4 separate regions of the Sus scrofa genome follow, and all the other regions are linked to region 4. Evidence: chromatin contacts called from public HiChIP or PLAC-seq data. All regions are on one chromosome and are shown on one strand. Each heading gives the region's core, a stretch centred on a gene start, on an enhancer-like site or on the middle of the called end of the contact. The rest is flanking DNA. Distances are from core to core; before and after follow the strand shown.

Region 1 (2,743 bases), core at 18-2,517, 130 kb after region 4:
CTATATTTGTTGGCTCTTGGCACACGCCAAAGGAAGCGCTAGATGAGACTTGGTAGGGATGTTTTCCTAAGCCCACACACGAGGCAGGATGCGATGACTTCCAGTCCCAAGAATTCAGCTCTGCACGCAGCACTAGGCTTCCGCTTGTGGGCAAGGGCTTCTGGCACTGGGGCCTTCCAGGGAGGATCACTCCGGAGAGGCCTTGGCGAGGGAGGGGAAGCTGGGCCACTGGCGCCACTGACCACTCCACTGGTCCACACTGGCTGTGCTGGGGCTGCACGGAAAATCCCCTCTCATCAATCAGCAGAGTCAACCATCTATGAGGCCCTTAGCTGGCACAAGGCACCCTAGAAGGCACATGGAACCCAAGGCCTAACCAGGCCCTCAAGGAGGTCAGGAATTTGCTGGAAGGAACCGAAGTATTTAAAAAGTAAACTAATAATAGCAGGATATCTGAAGTCATCTGCTTGTCCTTGTACATATCAGTGACCTGTAAGACTCTTTAAATTCCTGAGATTCTAGGTAGAGCAAATCCCACTAGCAGAGGCGTAATAACAATAGCAGTATCTGCTGCATGCTAGGCACTCTTCTAAAGGCTTTTATATATTATTTCTTTCCATTTCCACAATGACTGTTTGTAATCAGCATAGTTGTCCTTATTGTTTTTCTCTCTCCTCTTTGTCCCTCCTGCTTTTGGTGGAAAGCAAATAGTATTCATGGTGGAGAATGATCGTAGGCTGGGAATTTACCTTTGAGTCATTGTATTTCATGGCGCAGAAGAGCTGGAAGGGGTTTTAGAAATGGTCTCACCCAATTCCTTGTCTGGCAGATGAGGAAATGACCCAGAGGCTTAGCACATCTTCTAAGGGCTTGGTGGTAAAACCTCAGCTGGAATCCAGGTCTCCGGACTTCCTGTTCAGGGCATTTTTTACACCGTCATGCCAGGCCATTCCATTTGCCCCACTGATACCCAAAGAAGTTTGGACTCATTTAGCATGGGAGCGACAGCTCTAAGCATAGGACAGGCTGTTAGGCTCAGGAGGGTCAGTCAGTCTTCTCCGGCTCTACTGAGAAGCAAACATAGAAATGTGAGCTTAACTTACTGTAGATCTGATAGGGGGAGTTAAGACATCTTGCAATCTTTCTGGAAATCTCCTATCTGGAAAGCTTATAATGTGATTCCACAGGAAGGCGGAGCCGTGGTCCTTCCTCTTCTTCAGCAGCTGGGTCATAAATGCTGCTCGGAATATTTTCACTCTTCCTCCTACCATCTATCTTTCTGGAAAGGAGAGTAGTGACAGCCATGCAGTCAGCAGACTATAAATATTGCACTTAACCCTCTGTGAAACTAGTTTTGAGAAGCTTTACAGATAACATGGCTTCGTCAGCTTCCCTGGAGAGTTCTTGGCGTTAGTGCCGTCATCTTAGTCCAGGCTTTTGGTTGCGCACACCAGAAACCCCACTTGAAAGAGTTTAGGCAAAATGCATGGAATTCAAGGAAAGGTCGAGTATCCAGATGAAGCAAAGCTCAGAGATGCAAGAAGCCAGGCTCAGGAACCACAGAACCCAGAGACTTCGGGACAAGCCTTTTTCTCGGCCTCTTGTCTCGGATTCTCACTCAAGGTGGCTTCCCTCCCCTCTCCATGGCCATACGTCCATCTGACAGTCTCCTTCACCAGAGATGACTTTTCCTGATGATCTCTCCCATGGGAGGGCTGGTGTGCGTGAACAATGACGACCAGGGTGGTTCTAAGAACGTGACAATTCCAATATGATCACATTGTTTGTCTGGGAGGAAAGCAGGTCCCAGAAGACTGGGAGGTATTTTATGAGACAAGGATATCCTCTACCCCCTCCTTAGAGATAATGAGTCTGAGAAGAAAACGAGATGCGGAGGGAAAACCCCTGAGATGTCCAAATACAAACCTGGGGAGCGGGATGTGCCCGGGAAGGATATCCTTTTTCCACAGTGACTGCCCATCCAGTGGGAAAAGCCCTGTAGGGCATCTTCTTTGCCTGGGCCCCCAAAGAGGCACACCTGGGTGTGTTAGGACTCGAGACGGGTTTTGAGAGCCGTCAGCTCCCCCCACCCCCACTTCCAAACCCGCTCTTCAGAGAACGAAACTAACAATCCTGTAATTTTATCTGTATTTATAAATCCCTGATCCTTTATGCAGTCTTTTTTCCACTCTGCGCTGAGTCTGAATGTTGCTATTTTCACAGAGGAAATCAGAGGAAAGCGGCTATAATTATAGGTCAAACACCAGCTCCGGAAGCAGCGAAGGCAGCAGGGAGCCGAGGGCCCTGGGCCCTCTTCCGGGTTGCACGCTGGCCCTCTCCCCCTCTTTCCTTGGGCCTAGGTCAGCTCTTCATATCCTTATCTCATATCTTTTCTCCCTTTTGTTTGCCAGCCCAGCATCTCACGAAACAAAAAGGGAAAGTTAGAGCTACGCGCCAACCACTTAAAACTGTGTGATGCCTGGGCAGGCCTGTCCCTTGGAGATAATTCAAATGGAAAAGAAAAGAGAAAAAACAAACCAGCATTTCAGGTCATTGGCCTTTTTAAACAGACCGCCGGCAATATTTACTCCTCCTGAAATAACAGAGTCACATGAAATAAAACTGTGTTCGGTAAAGCCTGCAAAACAAAAGGACAATTTACAGGCTGGCACACTCACTGAGGGCCCTCTGTCTGCTGGCCGGATCGGGGCCTCTGCTTCCTGGTCTCCTGGCTGCTTTCTGC
Region 2 (3,054 bases), core at 457-2,956, 150 kb after region 4:
AGAATAACTACAACACCTCTCCTGAATGCCCGCCATTTCTCCCAACACCCTCACTCCCCCCAATATCTCTCTTTCCCCTTTCCCTTTGTACTATTCAGTGTACACACCAAGAATGCCGAGGGGCGTCCTGATTCTACTTCCTCTAAAGAACATGAGCTTAAAGGCCTCCACGGGAACTTCTAGAGTTCATTCCAAGATACCCTTCGCAATATGCAGGAGACTAAGAAGGGGTCTGCTAGGAAGATGCCTTCCAAAGTCTTACAGATATCTCTTACCTCCTACTCCAAATTCCCAGGAAAAAGGCAGGCTCTAGGAGACAGCGTGTTCATGATATTTTGATATTAGTTCATGACAATCTGAGAATAGATAAGGTAGATGGACAGACAGACAGATAGATGGATGGATAGATAGATGGTTGGATGGATGGATAGATAGATAGATAGATAGATAGATAGATAGATAGATAGATAGAGCCTAGTGCTAGTGTTGGTATCACAATCTTAAACTGCTACCAAAGTTTCCCTTTTCAAAAGCTACCCTCTCTGTTGTAAGAACTTTAACCTATTTCCATCTAATTATTTTTCCTCTAAAATGGTTAAAATACCCATTTGATTTCTTAGATGCAATGAGTATTGGGGACATGGACTAGCTTTCTAAATGGCTTGTTTCTTTCAAAACAGGAAGCAGCACTAGCCAACTTCATTAAAAATCAGCATCAGAGAACACTTACTAAGTGAGTGATTATGTAATCAGATTTTGGGTTGGGCTGGGAATAAGGTTAGAAAGAAAGTGAAAGAGACTGGCTGCACCTGGGTGGATAAAAAGAGAGCATGAGCTGATGACCAAAGCAGCTGGGTCCCTCTCCATGCAGGCTGCCCTCTGTTACCCTATGTCCTTGAGCCTGAGGCCAAGGTAACCAGATGTGGGATGTCCTACTTCCCCAAGTCCAATGATTAATGACCCTTTTCCCTGGGGAGGGTCAACCCCTTCCAGGTATGATTGCCACTGATGTGTCTTCACATCGGTCTAACTTTAGAATAAAAGAATTTTGAGGAGGGAAGGCTCCTCTGTATTTTGCAAACCTGTGTGAATTGGTACTCAAGTCACACTGAAGTTAGTGGTAAGGCCTGAACCATGCCTCTCATGACTGCCACCGCACTGCCTCGCTTTCTCTGTGCCAGTTCACCATCACTTGGTGCCACAAAATGCAACTTGAACCTTGTATTGAGAGTTAAGCCCATGAGCATGGTTGAACAAGAGCTCCTCTCTCTACGTGAGTTGTGTTTTTCCTCCACTGAAGCCCAGACAAGAACCAATCATGCCAACCACTAATGTCTTTAGAATGACATTGGCTCGTTCAATGCTAATGGAAGACCTATCATGGAGCAGGCACTGTGTCTGAATTCTGCAGTGACCCAAGTAGCAAGCTGTCTTCTCTTGACGGAGTGCCCAGAGGGATCTGTGAGTGCAGGAGACACCTGACCTCACTCACTTTCAGATGGTCAGCAAAGACTAAGGCAGAGGGAAGGCTTTCTAAACATCTTAAAGTTACCTGGGTGTGGGAAGGCTCCCAGAGCAAGAGGAAGAAATTTCTGGGAAGAACCTCTCTGAGATCGGCAAAAGAAATGATTGGAAGGAGACCATGTGTCGCTTTCTAAAATTAGATGTAGCTAAAAATAGCTGGTGGAGGGACTTGGGAAAGAAGGAGCTTTGCCTTGAGTTCTAGGAATGTCCTACAGGGTGAATTTCCACTTTGCTCCCTGACTCTGCTCTGTCCTGAGCTACCACCTCTGTCCTTCTTACTTCCCACATCAGCTCTGTTCTGCTCTTTCACACTTAGCTCAAACTTTTGCTTAAAACTTACTCTCCCCAGTGAGGCTATTCCTTTTTTTTTTTTTTTTTCAGTGTTTTTAAACATTTATTTATTTATTTTTATTTTATTATTTTAACTTTTTATGATTGATTTACAATGTTCTGTCAATTTTTGTGGTACAGCAAAGCCACAGAATGGGAGAAAATTTTTGCAAATGACTCAACTGACAAAGGTTTAATCTCCAAAATATACAAACAGCTCATACAACTCAACAACAAAAGTACAAACAACCCAACTGAAAAATGGGCAGAAGACCTAAATAGACATCTCACCAAAGAAGACATACAGATGGCCAGCAGGCACATGAAAAAAATGCTCAACATCACTAATTATTAGAGAAATGCAAATCAAAACTACGATGAGGTATCACCTCACACCAGTGATGGTCAGAATGGCCATCATTAACAAGCCAACAAATAGCAAATGCTGGCGAGGGTGTGGGGAAAAGGGAACCCTCCCACACAGTTGGTGGGAATGAAAATTGATACAACCACTATGGAGAACAGTGTGGGGTACCTTGGAAAACAAAGCATCGAACTACCAGATGCCCCAGCTCTTTGTTCTTTGTACAGAAAATTTGAGCCTCCCAAGTCCAAACTTTCTTCCCTCTAATTTTTTTCAAATCTTCCCACTTGTTGACCAAATATTTTTTAAACCATTATCATGTGCCGTTGGGGAATTCACACACTGTTCCCCCTACATGATTACTTGAAACACTACAAAGTAATGTATGATTAAATGCTACAGTCTGCGGGGATGTTTCCGGAGTTTAGAGGGAAGAGAGAGATCATACTGGGGCTGGAGTTCACACTGAAGGCTTAATAGAAAAGTAGGCCTTTGGTCTAGATGGAACTAGAGAGGCTGGAAGTAAACGAGGTTAGGGAACAAATACTCACAGGAGAAATTGCATGGTAGAGAAAAATAAAAATGTTAAGCAACTAAAGAGTACCTTATGGTCTGCAACTTCTTCAAAACACACTATTGAATTTCAGAGTGGTGAGCTGAGCCAGATTACAGAAACTTCCAAGTACCAGCTAAGATACGGAAGATTCAGCAAGCTTGTGGTGGGCACCCACCTCCTGTCAAGATATTCTGTACACCTTATCTCACTTAATTCAAGAAGTAAACTTGTGGGGTTCCCATTGTGGCTCAGCAGTGACACACCTGACTAGTACCCATGA
Region 3 (2,796 bases), core at 260-2,759, 170 kb after region 4:
TAAATGGCAAGCCCCCAAATCCACAAACCACCGGTCAGCGAATCTGCACCCCTCCTGTTGAAGCAGTTTCAGCCTCCGGCTGAAGGATGAAAATTAGAAGGATACTAATTTGGGAATGAGACTCCTCTTCTTGGAGGGTGTGGTCTTGGGAAACGCTTTGAAGTGGTAGACGCTAGACTGCCCCAAACTCGCGCTAGAACAGCTCTCAGGAACCGCAGTGCCCAAACCACCCTAGAGCTACATGTTTATCCTGTAACTACCAAGTGCACGGCTCAGGGCGGGTGAGGCTCCAAGGCCCGCCCAAGAGTTCAGCAACTCTCTTCAATTGGGCGAGCCATTTCCTTGCCTTCCGCGGGGCCGCTTCAACCATCAATCACTCTGCTAGTTCCACTACCAGGCCTTTGCTCCGCCCTCTTTCGGTGACGTAACACCTGGAGCTCTTTCGCGGCCCAGCCCTCAGGCGCCCCACCAGTCGCTTCAGTTCCTCATTGGTCAATAGAGAGCGGAGGGACGGGAAGGGGCGTACTATTTTCTCTCTAAACTCCCACCTCTAGTTTTCCAGTCTTCTCATAGGCTGCCAGGAGAGCAATTAGAGCCCGGCCCTGTCGCGCAGGCGTGCAAAGGTGCTCACCAGTGGAGGGGCACCTCCCCTCAATCCTTAGAGAATTAGTTACACAGTTGTGACGTAAGTGGGCCCCCCTCCCCCGCTCACCGCCTTCACTTACTATTGGCTGTGGCCGAAGTCCGTCACACAACCACGCCCCATTCCCCTGCCTTACCTCCCAGCTTGATAGACCTGCAGGAGGCCACGCCTCACCCTATTGCGGCCGCTTAGCCCCGCGATTGGCTGAAAGACATGGTATGCTTTCCCACCCCCTACTCCTTCCCGAGCAACCGAGAGGCTGGCGGGACCCCGCGGAAGTTGTCAGTCAATTTCCTCCGTCCCAACCCCGCGAGGCCCCACCCCCGGGCCGCGCGCCCTGGCGCGCGCGCACACGCACACACACTCCCCCCTTGCTTCTCCCCAGCACCTTCTCAAGTTGTAGCGGTCGCTCGCTGGGGGTTCTCTGTGGGCGGCGGAAGGGCGCGTGGGGGAGGGGGCTCGGACCGCCCGGGACTTGGAGGAGAGAGTGTGTGTGTGCCCCCGGGGCCGGGGCAGCGGGTCGCCGCCCTGGGAGATGAGGGCTCGGCGCTGACAGGGAAGAGCGGGCACCGCGGCGGTGGCGGCGGCGGCTCGGAGGGGACCCGCGATGGCAGCGCCTCGGGAGGAGGCTCCAGGCAGGGCGGGCTGCGCTGGCAGCGGCCGCTGAGGTGCTGGCGGACCGGCCGGCTGGGGACCCGGGCTGCAGGGACGAGAGGCGCGTTCGGCGTCCGCACCCCGCGTCCTCGCCTCAGTTGTCTAAACTTCGGGCTCCAGTCCACCCGCCCTCCGCTCCCGGAGTCAACAACTTCTTCACCCCCCTCCACCCCCGCCCCCGCCCTCCGTCAGCCCCGGGAGCTCGCCGCGCGGCGGGGACCAGGACTCGCCGGCCCTGAGATGTGGCCGTGAGGCGTCGGCGGGCGGCGAGGAGAAGCTCGGCGGCGCCCGGGAGCGGGAGGGCGGTGCGGCCGGAGGAACGGGGCGGAGGGGCGCGAGCGCTCGGCGCCTCTCCCCCGCCTCCTCCTCCTGCCGCTGCCCGTTCCGTGCAAGCAGCAGCCGGAGCTGCCAAGCGCCAGGGCCGCGGAGATGTCGTCGTCGTCGCCGCCGCCGGCGGCGGCTGCCAGCGCCGCCATCTCGGCCTCGGAGAAAGTGGACGGCTTCACCCGGAAATCGGTGCGCAAGGCGCAGAGGCAGAAGCGCTCTCAGGGCTCGTCGCAGTTCCGCAGCCAGGGCAGCCAGCCGGAGCTGCACCCCTTGCCCCAGCTCAAAGGTAACCTTCGAGGGCGCCGCCCGGGAGGGAGCGCGGGGGCCGCAGAGCCACTGCCTCCTGCGGGCTCCGTCTGCCCCGCTGGGGCTCGCGGTGTGCGAGTCGCGCCCCCCACGCAGCCTTGGCGTCCCCCCGCCTTTTGATTCAAACAGGTTTGCGAGCTGCTTTTCTCATCCCTCCTGGCTTCACCTAAGCCTCAGCTTCTTGGAGGAGGTCGACATCCCTCCTCACCTGCGCGCTCGCTCACCTGCCCTGGCGATTGGAACTCTCCTCCCTCGGGCGTCCCTCGGGGTCGAGTTCGTGTGTCCTCCTTCCCCATCTTGCTTGAACTACCTGTCTTATCTTCCGACCTTCACTTTCCCGAGACCTGCCTTCTCTTTCAGCCACTCTAAACTAGCCCTTTACTTTTCCAGTTTTAAAGCGACCGTACTCACCCTCTCCCTAACTTCCCTTCCTGTGGATCCTTCCCAAGAGTTACAGACCCGGAATCCTAATGCAAACACCAGTGAAGAGTTATCTGGCCTTTAGATTTATTTCTGCAGAAAAAGCCTAAAAATCTAACCAGGGTGGTGTCTTATTTACGGGGTCATTAGATTTAAATGTCACCCTTTAGCCCAAATAATGGGAAGCCTTAAAATACTGTCTGAGAAGATAGACACGGTAAATTTGGAGGAGTTCTGAAGAGTAGATAGTGTTGCCTTGCAATGGAGTGGGAACTTAGTTCGCCAAGCTGATTCCAGGGACTTGGTACGTTTGTACAGTCATTCAAATTGGTATCCGTGCCTAATGCCTTGCAGGAGAGCTTGGCACTCCTTTTGGCTCACTTACTTTTCCCACTAGGTTTAGAGGATTAAAAAAAAAAAAAAGAAATTGGTTTCTGGTGTTCTAA
Region 4 (2,923 bases), core at 364-2,863:
CAAGGTGGAGATGTTGTTCCATCCAAGATGCTTTTGTGTTGCCCTTGCCTCTTTTTCTACAAACCCATTTCTTTCATTTGCTGTATTTTTTTTCCCTTTTTTTGGTCTTTTTGTCTTTTAGGGCCTCACCCTCGGCACATGGAGGTTCCCAGGCTAAGGATCCAATTGGAGCCATAGCCACCGGCCATCGCCACAGCCACAGCGACACCAGATCTGAGCCTCGTCTGCAACCTACACCACAGCTCAAGGCAGCGCCTGATCCTTAACCCACTGGGTGGGGCCAGGGATCGAACCTGCATCCTCACGGATGCTAGTCGGGTTCGTTAACTGTTGAGGTACTACAACAGGAACTCCCCTATTTGTTCTATCTTTAAATGAAAAGTTGCTTATAAAATATACTCTTGAGACCCTCATCTTACAGGAGTTTTTAACCTAGCTTCTTGTCTATAAAATTCTTCTGACTTGAGCTTTAAACCTCATGTGACTAGCACTGATGTATCTGTCTTTTGGTCTTGTCTTATGCTTCATATCTGTTATCTTTTGATTTTCCCTTTCTCCTTCCCTCACTGTCTTACATTCCTTTCTCTACTTTGGTTTCTGGCTTAGCTAGAGGATTTTATTCCTACCAAGGTCTGTATCTTTTTAAGGTTCTTCTTTAAAAAAAAAAAATTCAGACATACCAAAAAAGCATAATAAAGGATTATGAAAAAAAAATTTTGGCATTAACCATTTTTAAAAATCATTTAAAATCAGTTTCTTAAATATATGTGTACATTAAATTATATATATAATTATAGATATTGTGTGTGTGTGTGTGTGTGTGTGTGTGTGTGTGTGTGTAGTTTTGCTGCCAGTTCCTGAAGTTCTTCCCTGGCTCTCCTCTCCACTATAAAGGCCTTTTTGGTTGTTTGGTTGGTTGGCTTTTTTTGTTTCTGTTTTTTTCTGTTTGAGGAAATCGGGGTTATGGAATGCTTCCTGTCTTTACAGATACCTGGCTGTTCATTCGTAACCCGTTTTCAGACATCCAGTCAGTGGCTATCACACGCATGGGTGACCCTTTCTGAATTCTGGGCTGGGTCACATGTTAGTGCTGAATGATGTGGTTCAGACATGATGTTCTCCTGCCTGTCCACACATAACTCAGTGTGAAGGCTCTGATATTTGAGATCCTGGCAAACTTAGTGCTCCTAAAATTGAATTTGCCTAGCAGGGTGGCTCAGTTTCTCTTTTCCATGATAAGAAAGTGGAGGAGGGGTGTAGTTTAAAAACAAATCCATACAAGCTGAGTATTCAGGCTGTTAGGTTTTAGGAATCAGGAATTCTCCCAGGTTTTAGGGTTTTCCTTTGCCAAAAAAGCCCGTGGACACGAGAAAACAGTGGAAGGAGGGAGTTTTAGATCTCAAGACGGAAGAGAATGGCCTTTAATGCTTACCACCACCCAGCAAATAGGAGATGTAATACAGCAGACTTTCTGACACTGAAGCCCAAGACTTAAAGATAAAAAGATTTATATTTTTTTCTTTTTCAATTTCCTACCCCTTGCCCTCCCCTCACCCCTACTCTGTCTGTCCCTGGTTCATTTCTGATGCAGCCACTGGAGAGTATTGAAGTGGTTATAAATAAACTGATTTGGCGCTGTCATTCTACCGCTGACTGGCGAAATGCTGAGCCTGACGCTTTAGGAAGTGTAAATGATCTCATGGCAGAAATGAAGATTAGGCTCCGTTTCTGACCGGGCGGAGTAAGGAGGTTTGTTGAGGAAAGGTGCTCGTTCAAGTATACAAAATGTTTTTTGAGGTCTGTAGGTTAGAGTCCGTTACTTCTAAGGGTACCTTCATAGTTCCACAAGTTTTAACTTTAGAATTCTTACTGCCTTGAGTTCATCTTATTCTGTAACAACTAGAATTTGTAAGAGAGGATGATTTTCTGTGTTTTGACCATTCCCAGATTGTGCAGATGTGAATGTCTCTTGGACTTCATAGTCGCTTCTTCCTATTTAAAAGTAGAGGGAGGCTTTAAAAAGATGTTATATAGTTATGATAATGTTTTTGTAATAATGAAGTGAAAATAAAACTTACTTGAATAAAAACAAAGGATTTAAAAGTCACCCGAGTTTCATTAGAAGAAACTAATCTTCTTTAAAGTAGTCACTAAGTATATTTTACATACTAGGGTAATCCTCAACTGTGAAACTACTTGTTACTAACGTTATAAAACTTGTTGGACATTTGTTCTCATTTCATCCCACAACATGCCCTTCCCTCCACTGTTTTTTTTTAATTGAGGTAGAATTTGTACAATGTAAAATTGACAATTGTAGTCATTTTAAAGTGTACAATTCAGTGATTTTTTTTTTTTTAGTATTATCACAGTATTGTGCAGCTATCCCCACTACCTCATTTCCAAACATTTCCATCACTCCAGAAAGCAAGCCCATACCCTTCAAGACTCACTCTCCATTCCCCTCTTCCTCCAGCTTCTGGCAACCACGAACTTAGGTTCTTTCTCTACGGATTTGCCTATTCTGCACATTTCCTATAAGTGGAGTCATACCATACACGATCTTTTATGTCTGGCTTTGCTTTCACTTAGCGTTTTCAAGGTTTATCCATGTTGTTGCATGGATCAGTCCTTGATTACTTTTTACAGCTGACTATTCCATTGTATGTGTAGGCCTGGTTTTATTTATTCATCAGTTGATGGATATTTAAATTATCCCACTTTTTGGCTCTATGAATAAAGCTGCTGTGAACATTCATGTACGAGTTTTTGTTTGAACATACATTTTCTTTTTTTTTTTTTTTTTTTTTTGTCTTTTTGTCTTTTGTCTTTTTGTTGTTGTTGTTGTTGCTATTTCTTGGGCCGCTCCCGCAGCATATGGAGGTTCCCAGGCCAGGGTTGAATCGGAGCTGTAGCCCCCAGC

The links. HiChIP or PLAC-seq counts read pairs in DNA pulled down with a chosen protein or histone mark.
Region 1: an H3K27ac HiChIP or PLAC-seq map of skeletal muscle shows a contact between it and region 4. The contact joins two enhancer-like sites. A contact is called at or near these places in 1 of 47 Hi-C or Micro-C datasets (fetal heart ventricle) and 2 of 2 datasets of contacts at active chromatin or transcription factors (alveolar macrophages and skeletal muscle).
Region 2: an H3K27ac HiChIP or PLAC-seq map of skeletal muscle shows a contact between it and region 4. The contact joins two enhancer-like sites. A contact is called at or near these places in 2 of 2 datasets of contacts at active chromatin or transcription factors (alveolar macrophages and skeletal muscle).
Region 3: a contact with region 4 is called in an H3K27ac HiChIP or PLAC-seq map of skeletal muscle. The contact joins the promoter of PPP2R5A here to the enhancer-like site in region 4. A contact is called at or near these places in 5 of 5 promoter capture datasets (fetal liver, fetal skeletal muscle, liver and 1 more), 32 of 47 Hi-C or Micro-C datasets (adipocytes, alveolar macrophages, blood and 17 more) and 2 of 2 datasets of contacts at active chromatin or transcription factors (alveolar macrophages and skeletal muscle).

The regions. Positions count from the first base shown.
Region 1 is chr9:131,114,770-131,117,512 of Sscrofa11.1, reverse strand. The region is part of intron 1 of LOC106505045 (a long non-coding RNA gene); the gene reads right to left. Among named protein-coding and RNA genes, the nearest start is that of PPP2R5A, 40 kb to the right of the region's middle. Within about 2 kb of position 1,267, at least 15 of the 83 cell types and tissues checked have an H3K27ac peak or open chromatin away from gene starts, as enhancers often do. A contact at or near this core is called in skeletal muscle, where this site is marked.
Region 2 is chr9:131,096,468-131,099,521 of Sscrofa11.1, reverse strand. The region is part of intron 1 of LOC106505045 (a long non-coding RNA gene); the gene reads right to left. Among named protein-coding and RNA genes, the nearest start is that of PPP2R5A, 22 kb to the right of the region's middle. Within about 2 kb of position 1,706, at least 8 of the 83 cell types and tissues checked have an H3K27ac peak or open chromatin away from gene starts, as enhancers often do. A contact at or near this core is called in skeletal muscle, where this site is marked.
Region 3 is chr9:131,074,516-131,077,311 of Sscrofa11.1, reverse strand. It overlaps PPP2R5A (protein phosphatase 2 regulatory subunit B'alpha), which reads left to right and starts at 1,509. Exons shown (of 13, transcript NM_001100192.1): 1 at 1,509-1,910. The coding sequence starts at 1,727. It overlaps LOC106505045 (a long non-coding RNA gene), which reads right to left and starts at 2,232. Exons shown (of 2, transcript XR_002336046.1): 1 at 2,155-2,232.
Region 4 is chr9:131,244,586-131,247,508 of Sscrofa11.1, reverse strand. All of the region lies in intron 11 of DTL (denticleless protein homolog), which reads left to right. Among named protein-coding and RNA genes, the nearest start is that of DTL, 29 kb to the left of the region's middle. Within about 2 kb of position 1,613, at least 7 of the 83 cell types and tissues checked have an H3K27ac peak or open chromatin away from gene starts, as enhancers often do. A contact at or near this core is called in retroperitoneal adipose tissue and skeletal muscle, where this site is marked.